Regions from separate parts of the Mus musculus genome. Here regions 2 and 3 are each linked to region 1. A link is a contact called in public Hi-C and promoter capture Hi-C data. All regions are on one chromosome and are shown on one strand. The core of a region is the stretch at or near the end of the contact, and the rest is flanking DNA. Distances in the headings are between cores, read along the strand shown. Region 1 holds the start of Ifi30 (interferon gamma inducible protein 30). Region 2 overlaps Eps15l1 (epidermal growth factor receptor pathway substrate 15-like 1). Region 3 holds the start of Zfp963 (zinc finger protein 963).

The links. Promoter capture Hi-C pulls out the DNA fragments that hold promoters and counts their contacts. Hi-C and Micro-C count contacts between places; a contact is called where the count stands out from the background.
Region 2: a contact with region 1 is called in a Hi-C map of B cells, with 6 read pairs. The contact joins the enhancer-like site here to the promoter of Ifi30 in region 1. A contact is called at or near these places in 2 of 39 promoter capture datasets (liver and pre-B cells), 1 of 484 Hi-C or Micro-C datasets (B cells) and 1 of 9 other capture datasets (adipose tissue).
Region 3: a contact with region 1 is called in a promoter capture Hi-C map of liver, with 4 times the contacts expected there. The contact joins the promoter of Zfp963 here to the promoter of Ifi30 in region 1. A contact is called at or near these places in 3 of 39 promoter capture datasets (cranial neural crest, liver and pre-B cells).

What each region holds. Positions count from the first base shown.
Region 1 is chr8:70,765,283-70,768,029 of GRCm38.p6, reverse strand. Ifi30 (interferon gamma inducible protein 30) reads left to right here and starts at 1,367. Exons shown (of 8, transcript NM_023065.3): 1 at 1,367-1,521. The coding sequence starts at 1,399. 6330537M06Rik (a long non-coding RNA gene) reads right to left here. Exons shown (of 2, transcript XR_003947402.1): 2 at 455-2,105.
Region 2 is chr8:72,353,044-72,355,790 of GRCm38.p6, reverse strand. All of the region lies in intron 22 of Eps15l1 (epidermal growth factor receptor pathway substrate 15-like 1), which reads left to right. Among named protein-coding and RNA genes, the nearest start is that of Klf2, 35 kb to the right of the region's middle. Within about 2 kb of position 1,385, at least 99 of the 459 cell types and tissues checked have an H3K27ac peak or open chromatin away from gene starts, as enhancers often do. A contact at or near this core is called in B cells, adipose tissue and liver, where this site is marked.
Region 3 is chr8:69,748,618-69,751,364 of GRCm38.p6, reverse strand. It overlaps Zfp963 (zinc finger protein 963), which reads left to right and starts at 1,403. Exons shown (of 4, transcript NM_001200023.1): 1 at 1,403-1,533. The coding sequence starts at 1,531.

The DNA.
Region 1 (2,747 bases), core at 118-2,617:
GTGCTCGGACAGACACAAGCTGTGACGCCCATGTCGTCCTTAACTTCCTCATCAGGAAGAAAGGCAACAACCTCCCAGCCACCCAGGCGGGTGTCGCCTGTCCCTAGTCTCCCTGATTTGTGAGGGGAGACCAAGCTCTGGCCCTCTGCACACTTGCTGACCAGACCCCAGGATCTGTGCTCATTAGCAAAAGTCCTGCACTAGGGTAGGAACACATCAAGACTTAAGCCCATGAGTACTTTGCCAAGTGCTCCCATTCCCCCTCCAGCGCGTTTAGGCTCAGCTAGGACAGTAACGGACAGAACCCGTCCCTGACCCACTACCCTATGGGTTCAGTTGGCCTTGGTCCATGCTGCATCCTGCAAGTGACCTAAGACAAACAGCACCTTGTGACCCCAGAGCCTGGGAAGCTGAGGCACAATCACAAGCTTATTAGCTGGGGAGACAAATCAACAAAAGAGAAAACAAATGTTATCCGTACTCGTGGCCTCAGGGGTGGTCTCTGCCCAGCTTGCAGAGGGGTGAGGGTTGGAATCAAGACTTGGTTAGAACAGAACTCAGCATGTAGCCATCCCAAATCGCCATCCCCTCTAGCTTGCTGTCTCCTACACAGAAAACCCGGTTTTCTCACGCTTGGAGCTGGAACTTTTCCTGCTGGTGCTGCTGTTCTGTGGCCTGTCACTGCTCCAGGGACCCAGGGTTCAATTCTCAAACTGACTTGGTGCAGAGGCTCTCACAGCATGATCCTTTCCTGGCGACTCTATCCACAGTCATGTGTCACTAGCACCCCATTTCACAGACTGGGAAACCGCAGCTGATGGAAAAGGACAGTGTCTGGAGTCCAGGCACATCTCCAGTCTCACACTCAGTTGCTGGAAGCAAGTACCTCAGCTATGTCCTCAACCCAAGCCAGGGCCCAGAACCAGAGATGGGAAGTTGCCCTGCCTAAGCTAGCTTCTTTGCTGTGGCCTGAATCAGCGGAGGTGGGGGGATGTGCCGGGCGGGCGGGGCTGGCTTGCTGTGACCTGGAGTCATGGCAGTAAGAATTAGTGATGAGAATGTGTCACTCCCCCACCTCCGCTGGGCTCTGGGGAAGAACATGAGCCTCCTGTCCCTCGGTCTGGTCGTCACTGTCTGGAGTCCCCCTTCCCATGCCTGATCCAAAAACTTCACGTGACCAGACATGCTAGCCGCGGAGGACTGGAGGCTGGACAGAGTCTTGTGGCCTCGTGATTTGGGACCAGCACCTGGCTGGGGCGGAGCCTTCAGGAAAGGAGTCCCAGGGTTAGAAGGAGCCTGGATGGGGCGTGGACTTAGTGGGTGGGGCCTCCACTTGCTTAAAGTCTCCCGCCTTCCTGGCCTGACCAAGCAGTCCTGCCAGCTTTTTCCTCCGCAGCCATGTCCTGGTCTCCGATCCTACCATTTTTGTCCCTTCTGCTTCTGCTGTTCCCACTCGAGGTTCCCAGAGCAGCCACTGCGTCCCTTTCGCAAGCATCCTCCGAAGGCACAACCACCTGCAAGGTAGGGACCGCAACGCAGGAAGGGGCCCAGGGTCAGATGCCCGCCAGTCTGTCAGCTTAGGGACTTCTCTGCACTTATTCCGTGAACTCGTTTTGGGGAACTCCAATGTCTTCAGGGAAAGCTGTCACGCCCAGGGCCGCCACCCCTAATCCAGTCCCTGAACTCTGAGTACCGTGTCCACGTCCTTTCTCTTCCCCATCTCAGGTCTGAAAAATGCAGCTATCCCCTGCCCGCCTTGCCTGAGCATTTATCAACCACCTACCGGATATGTCTGAGTGAAGAGCTGAGGGATGGGCACGCGCACGGGGTGTGTGTATGTGTGTGAGGGGGGGTGTTCTGCTCCAGACCTGTTGAATCACTGTCTGGTCTCCACCCTCACACAATTCTTGTCGCTTACGGTGTGCGTTCCAGCCGAAGAAGAGAGGGGGCTAGCGTGCTTCTGACCTGGAGCAAACACATGCCCCGCACGCCTAGATCCTTGCTCAGACTCGGCCCGCCCTCCCCGGGGACCGGAAGTCTCTGCACGCATCAGGCACCTTCTGTGTCTAGTCGGGCATCAGACTGGGTGAAGTTTCCCTGGGTCCCTGGAGAGGAAGAATAGAGTCTTCGTGGGTGAAAGGCATCGCTGTGATGCGCAAAATTACAGAGGTGGGGAGGGAGGAGGGACGGAGAGAGATCAAGCGAGAGAGCATGTATTTGGCTTCAGAGTGTGCATCTCTGAACAGACAAAGCTGAGCGAGAGAGCAGCAACTAGAAATATGCATATCTTTTTTTTTTCTTTTACTTTATTTTACTTTATTTTGATTTGGTTTGGTTTTCTGTTTTGTTAATGGAGGGGACAGAGTCTCAGTGTAGGGCTGACTGTCCTGGAACTCACTATGTACAGCAGGCTGGCCTGGAACTCTTCCTCTGCCTCCCGGGTGCTAGTGTTGTCTTAGCACTTCCTGAATATAGTTAAAGATTGTGCATTCGCTGAGCACCTACTGTTTGAGAGCCTGTCAGGTTCCGTTTTGTAGATAAACTGTGATTGCGGAACAGGATCTAGAGTCTCGAAAACCTCAGAGGGGGAAAAAAAAGCCTGGCGGTGGTGGCGCACGCCTTTAGTCCCAGCAATTGGGAGGCAGAGGCAGGCAGATTTCTGAGTTCGAGGCTAGCCTGGTCTACAAAGTGAGTACCAGGACAGCCAGGGCTACACAGAGAAACCCTGTCTCTAAACCCCCCCCCCA
Region 2 (2,747 bases), core at 136-2,635, 1.6 Mb before region 1:
TGGTGACTGGGAACTCAACCATCCTCCTGCCCCATTATACACTGTTTTTGGATGGTGGTTTTCTGCCTACCCAATTTCCATTGGGGAAAACCATATGACCAGTGTACAGCAATAAATACCTTTAGCTGGTCACACCCCATTGCTCAGTCCCTTGGGATGTCAGACAGATGTGGAACTCTGCAGTGGGCTGGTCCCAGCATGGCTAGGAGGAGATAGATGAGGTGAGGGTGCCTGCCCAAGGACCTCCAGGGATGGTCGGCCTTCTGATGGAGAAAGCATGCCACAGTGCTTCCCAAGACATGCTTTACCTGGCTCAGGAGTCAGGAGAGACAGTGGCTTCTCTGCAGTCCTGCTGCCCTGCATGTGAGAGAGCTCTTAGGCCACCACCTTCCTACCTGGGCTTTTCTAACCTGAAGGAGCTAGTGGGCTCTGGGCTACCTATCCAACTCTAAGGGGTTGTTCAGTCAGGCTGCTTTGGGGAATGTGAAGGCCCCAGGCAGATGTCCCTGGGCAGCCCTGAGTCCAAGATGTCAGTAAAGCACTTGGCATGGTGGTGTTGTGTGGGATCTGTATTGTATTATGTGTTCACCCCCCACAGCCACCTGTGTCACCTGGGCCTGACCCAGATGAGGTGACAATTCAGAAAAATGTCTTCTGTTGAAAAGTGTTGATGTTTAAGGTGTCAAATTTAAAGCCAGCCCTGGGTCCCCTGAGAATCATTACCCAGGATGAGTGTCAGTGTGGGCCTGGGGTTATACACTACTCTGCTGTTGTGTTCTATCTTGGAGTTCAGTCTCTGCTCTCACAGAGATCAGTTTGGTCTGTCGAATAGTCTCCCTAAGCATCTGGACAGTCACTGCTGCTGGTAGCAGCTGAGGTGGCTAGCAGCTTGATGCTAAGGGTATAGTTTTCTCCTTGAAGCTTCAGAGTGTGAGCCTTAGGCTGCTGGGATGTGCACAGAAATTGGATGTCTTGAAAGCTCTACATTCTCCTGCCTGGAGATCTTTTCTAGAAAGGTCCATCAATGTATTAAATAACCTGCAGGTGTCTGGGACTGAAGCAGTTGATTGCTTTCAGACACATGCAAAACAGCCCTGAAACACGCCAGTTGGAGTGAGCACACGCCTCCCTCAGGTAAACAGTGGTGTATTTTCTTCAACGGACGGAGATGGAGATCAGTCAGAACTCACCGCTGAAGTTTCTAGGTAAAAGTTGTTGATTTGCAAAGAGAGAAACAGATTTTTTTAAGCTCAGGAAACGGCTGTGTGGGCGTCAGTGATTGGGTTGCCTGAGATAGCGGGATCCTGGCGGGCCCCACCCTGCCACTTCCTGCCAGCGCTGCCCTGCGGCTCCCAGCAGAGCCTACCCGCTGCCCCAGTGACACCCACTCACCAGCCAGTCACCTTTAACCTCTCCCTAAGTTAATGATCATCTTTATAACTACTCATGACCTCTCCACCCCATCTGCAAGGCCAGATGTCCTACAGGAGGAAGATTTTGGCAGCTTTTTTTTTCCCTTTCCCACAGCACCACTGAGAGTGCTTGTGTTAGTGAGCAGCCCATTCCCAAGCTACATAAGAATGGTCTAGCCTGTGTATTGAATTCCTCCGCAAAAAGTCATTCTCCTCGAGCAGAAAAGTCCTCCCCCACCCACATGCTATCTATGCAGAATGGCCAAGGCTTTCTCACAGGGTCAGCAGGGTACAGGCACAGGGAATATTTAGGATTGTAAGCAGCCCAATCCTGTGAACTTTCAGCCTTTCTGTGAGATCCCAGGAAGAGGATGGAACCTGCGGGTCAGGGCCCTGGTGCTGCTGGCTGTCCTGTCTATGCCCAAGCCCCTTGTTACTTCGTATTGTCAAATGGCATCACTGTCTGAGCCTGTGGTTAGCACCTCTGCCCTGAATATAACTACTTTAATTCCGTTCCCACGATGGTGGCAAAGAGATAATGCGCTGGGTACACTGGAGAGTATAGAAAGGAATGTACTTGTTCCATTTCAGGAAGGTTCTGGTGTTCGCTAGCAGCCAGGATGGCCGGAAGGCATTGAAGCAGCCCCCAGCCCCCACACACTCAGGGCACTCACTGCTCTGCTGTTGCTATGGCACCCTGGAGGGTCTGTCCCAGGGCTCGGGATAACCAGTGGCTGCTGTAGATCTATGCTGGCTGAGGGAGGGAGGCACCCATATACTGTATGGGTTTGCCTTCCCAGGCGGTGGAGGAACCCATGCTAATCCAGCTGGTTTCAGCAGCCTGAGGCCGGCTGTTGTTGAGGGAAGATTTGGCAGAACAGTTTGAAAATAGAAATAGTGCCTACCTCAGCACACCCACCCTTTTGCACTCAGCAAGGTGGATCCAGTGGGTGTCCTGTGGCCTGATATTCATTAACGAGTAAATGCCTCACCAGAGGTGGGTCACAATCTGGACAGTGGAGGTTCTGGGGGACCTGCAGGATGTAAGCCCAGAAAGACTGGGCCTTCCTACCGGGCCTCTGTGGTAGTAAGTGGGTGGGAACAACTCCCAGGCCCTCACTTGGCTGAAGGTCCACTCTTTGATCACCTAAAGGACTCAGGCCAGGTCTCTAGGTATATAAATGATTGACACATCACCCCTGTAGTGAGCTCAGTATAGTAGCTCACGCTTGTGGTCAGTAGAGAGCCAAGTAGGAAACCCCTCCCCCAAGTCTACATGGTCCTGTCCAGGCCTGTGACCCTTTCCACCACGGGGCACACATTCCCACTGCAGAC
Region 3 (2,747 bases), core at 154-2,653, 1.0 Mb after region 1:
AAAACGGCTGCAAATGTGATTCAGTGGGGCCAGGCTCCATCCCAAGAAGGCAGCAGAATTTGGCCATGATGTCTGTGTGGTTCTGACTTTAGAGTCAAGTCTGTAACTATGGAGAGTGTATGGCAGTGTAGTCCCTGCATGGAAGGTACTGAGAAGCTATTGTGAGTCATTTTGGAATTCAAACCTGGATTTCAGTGGAGATCCTAGAGCCATGAGACATCCGCCAAGGAGAGAATTGTCTTGAGCCTTAGAAGATATTTGGACCTTTAAATAATGTTGAGACTGTGAAAGTCTATGGGGACTTTTGACGGAGAACCAAATGCATTTTGCATTATAGTATGGTCTATGGGGGCCAGGGAGTGGAAGGAGGTGGTTTGAATGAGAATGGCTTCCATAGGCCATGTTTCAGTGTTTGGTCCCCAGTGATGGAACTGTTTGGGAAGAATTGGGTGCAGCCTTGGTGGTGGAGGTGGTCTTCGAGGTTTTAAAAGACTTGTGCCATTCTCAGTGGATTAAGGTGTGAGTCCTCAGCCTGTGGCCAAGCCTTAACAATACCAGCATGGACTGTTACACACTGCACCTCTAAGCCTGGTTAAACTGTTTTATAAGTCACTTCAATCATGAAGTTTTATCATAGCAACAGAAATGTAACTATGTCAGGCAAGTGCCCTTAATCACTGAGCGATCTCTCCAGCTCCTGTTTTTTTTTTTATCAACTCTAATTTTGTCTGTTTGTTTGCATTGGGTATGTTTATTTGTGCAGGCTAGTTTTATGTCAATTTGACACAAGCTTGAGTCATCAGAGTGGGGAGCCTCAATTGAAAATGTCTCCATGAGCTTGGGCTGTAAGCAAGCCTGTGAGGTCATTTTTAAAAATTAGAGATTAATGGGGGGAAAGCCCATTGTGGCTGGGGCCATCCCTGGACTGGTGGTCCTGGGTTCTCTAAGCAGCCGTATTTGCAGACAGTTTGGAGTCACCCGATGTGGGTTCTGGAAATTGAACTTGGGTCCTCTGAAGAGCAGCATGTGCTCTCAACCTCTCAGTATCAACTGGAACCAGAGTGGTCTGACTGGCCTCCTAGGTCTGAGGCACAGGGGCCATTGTATTAGACACTGAGTTGGTAACTGGACTGCTTACGAGAACCATCTGGTACCCTGTTAGACTAGGAAGTGCTTGCCGAGTTCACTGAGACAGCAGGGCCCAGCTCTCCAAGAACAAGAACAAGTTCTGCGTCAATGTAAATTCTCCTGACCATATGCTGGAGTAAAAGGCAGGCAGTCCAGGGCAGAGACTGCCTGGTCATCACTTCAGCTCCTGCTGTCAATCAGCAGTCGCTGGGCGGACCTAGCCAATCAGGGCCTTCAAGCTTACACCACTCAATCAAGAGCGAGGTAGGGCAGTGGGAGGCGGATTTTCTCTGTCCGCCGTGTTGTAGACTGAACTCCGTGGCTCAGGGAGGCCCCGTGGGTGCGTGTGCTGCGCTGTGGCCGCCGCTGTGAGGGGAGCACGGGCAGCTCGGAAGCCGCGACATGGTGAGCGCAGGGCCGCTGTCCCAGGTGGAGAGGAGTGGCAGCTATCGGTAGCTCTTCGCTTGTGCGGCGTTAGGCCCGCTGCGGTTGGCGGCGACTAGGTCGCTGCGGCTGTGTCGCTCCGCCCTTCGGCCGCGTCTGCGCAGAGCTCAGGGCGCCGCAGGGGAGGCCCCGCCCTCCGTGTCGGTGACGTCACGGCCACGAAGTGGTTTTTGTGTTGTACCCTGAGGCTGTTTGCTGAACTCAAGGTCCTGCCGGTTCCCCTGAGTTGTCTTCACATATTGGTGGAGAGTCCACTTTGAAATACTTTTGTGGGAGTTGTAAACTCTTAAGTTTTTGCTTATTTATGCCTATGTTGGATAGTATTTGTGAAGACAATTACTCTCCTGAGTTTAATTTGCTCTTTTAAAAGAACATTGACTATTTTGTGAGGTTCTTTTTTTATACTGTTTTGTAGATAAATTAGTTTCCAAATATTCGTACACTATTATGATCATTAAATTTCTTTGTAAAGATAAAATCTTTTATTTGTGTACTATTTATTTAGAATTGTCTGGAACGTTGAGGGTTTTTTTTCCCCCTTTACATATAAACCTTAGAACGGCTTTCTGCTGTTACACAAGATGTTAGCATTCTTGTTGGGATTGTGTTTTGAATTTATAGTGTAAATTGAGGAAAGCAACATCTTGGTGTTGTCTTCTATTTACTAGGCCAGTGCATATTCTTATTTGATTTTTTTTTTCTTTTTTCTGGACACTGGATCTCTCTGTGTCAGTGGTTCTTTACCTTTCGGTTAAGACAATCAGAAAACACTAATTCCCAATGGCTTTAGGAACTGAGATACTGCTCAGTTACAACATTACAATTATAACATAGCAACAAAAATAATTTTTTGGTTGGGAGTCACCTCAACATGAGGAAATGTATCAAAGGGCCGCAGCGTTAGGAAGGTTTAGAGTGACTGCTCTATGTATTCCTGGCTGTATGGGAATTTGCCATGTAGCTCAGGCTGGCCTTGAGTTCACAGAGATCCCTCGTCTCTGACTCCCAAGTGCTGGAATTAAAGACCTGTGCCACCGTGCCTGGCTTGATTCATTTTTGAAAAAGAAATTTATCTTCATCCAAGGATCTTTGTGAAATTTAGTATATGCTTCTCTTTGTGTCTCCTTTGAGCTGTGGTGCTACATACTCGGGGAAATTGCTAACCATTCAGTTGC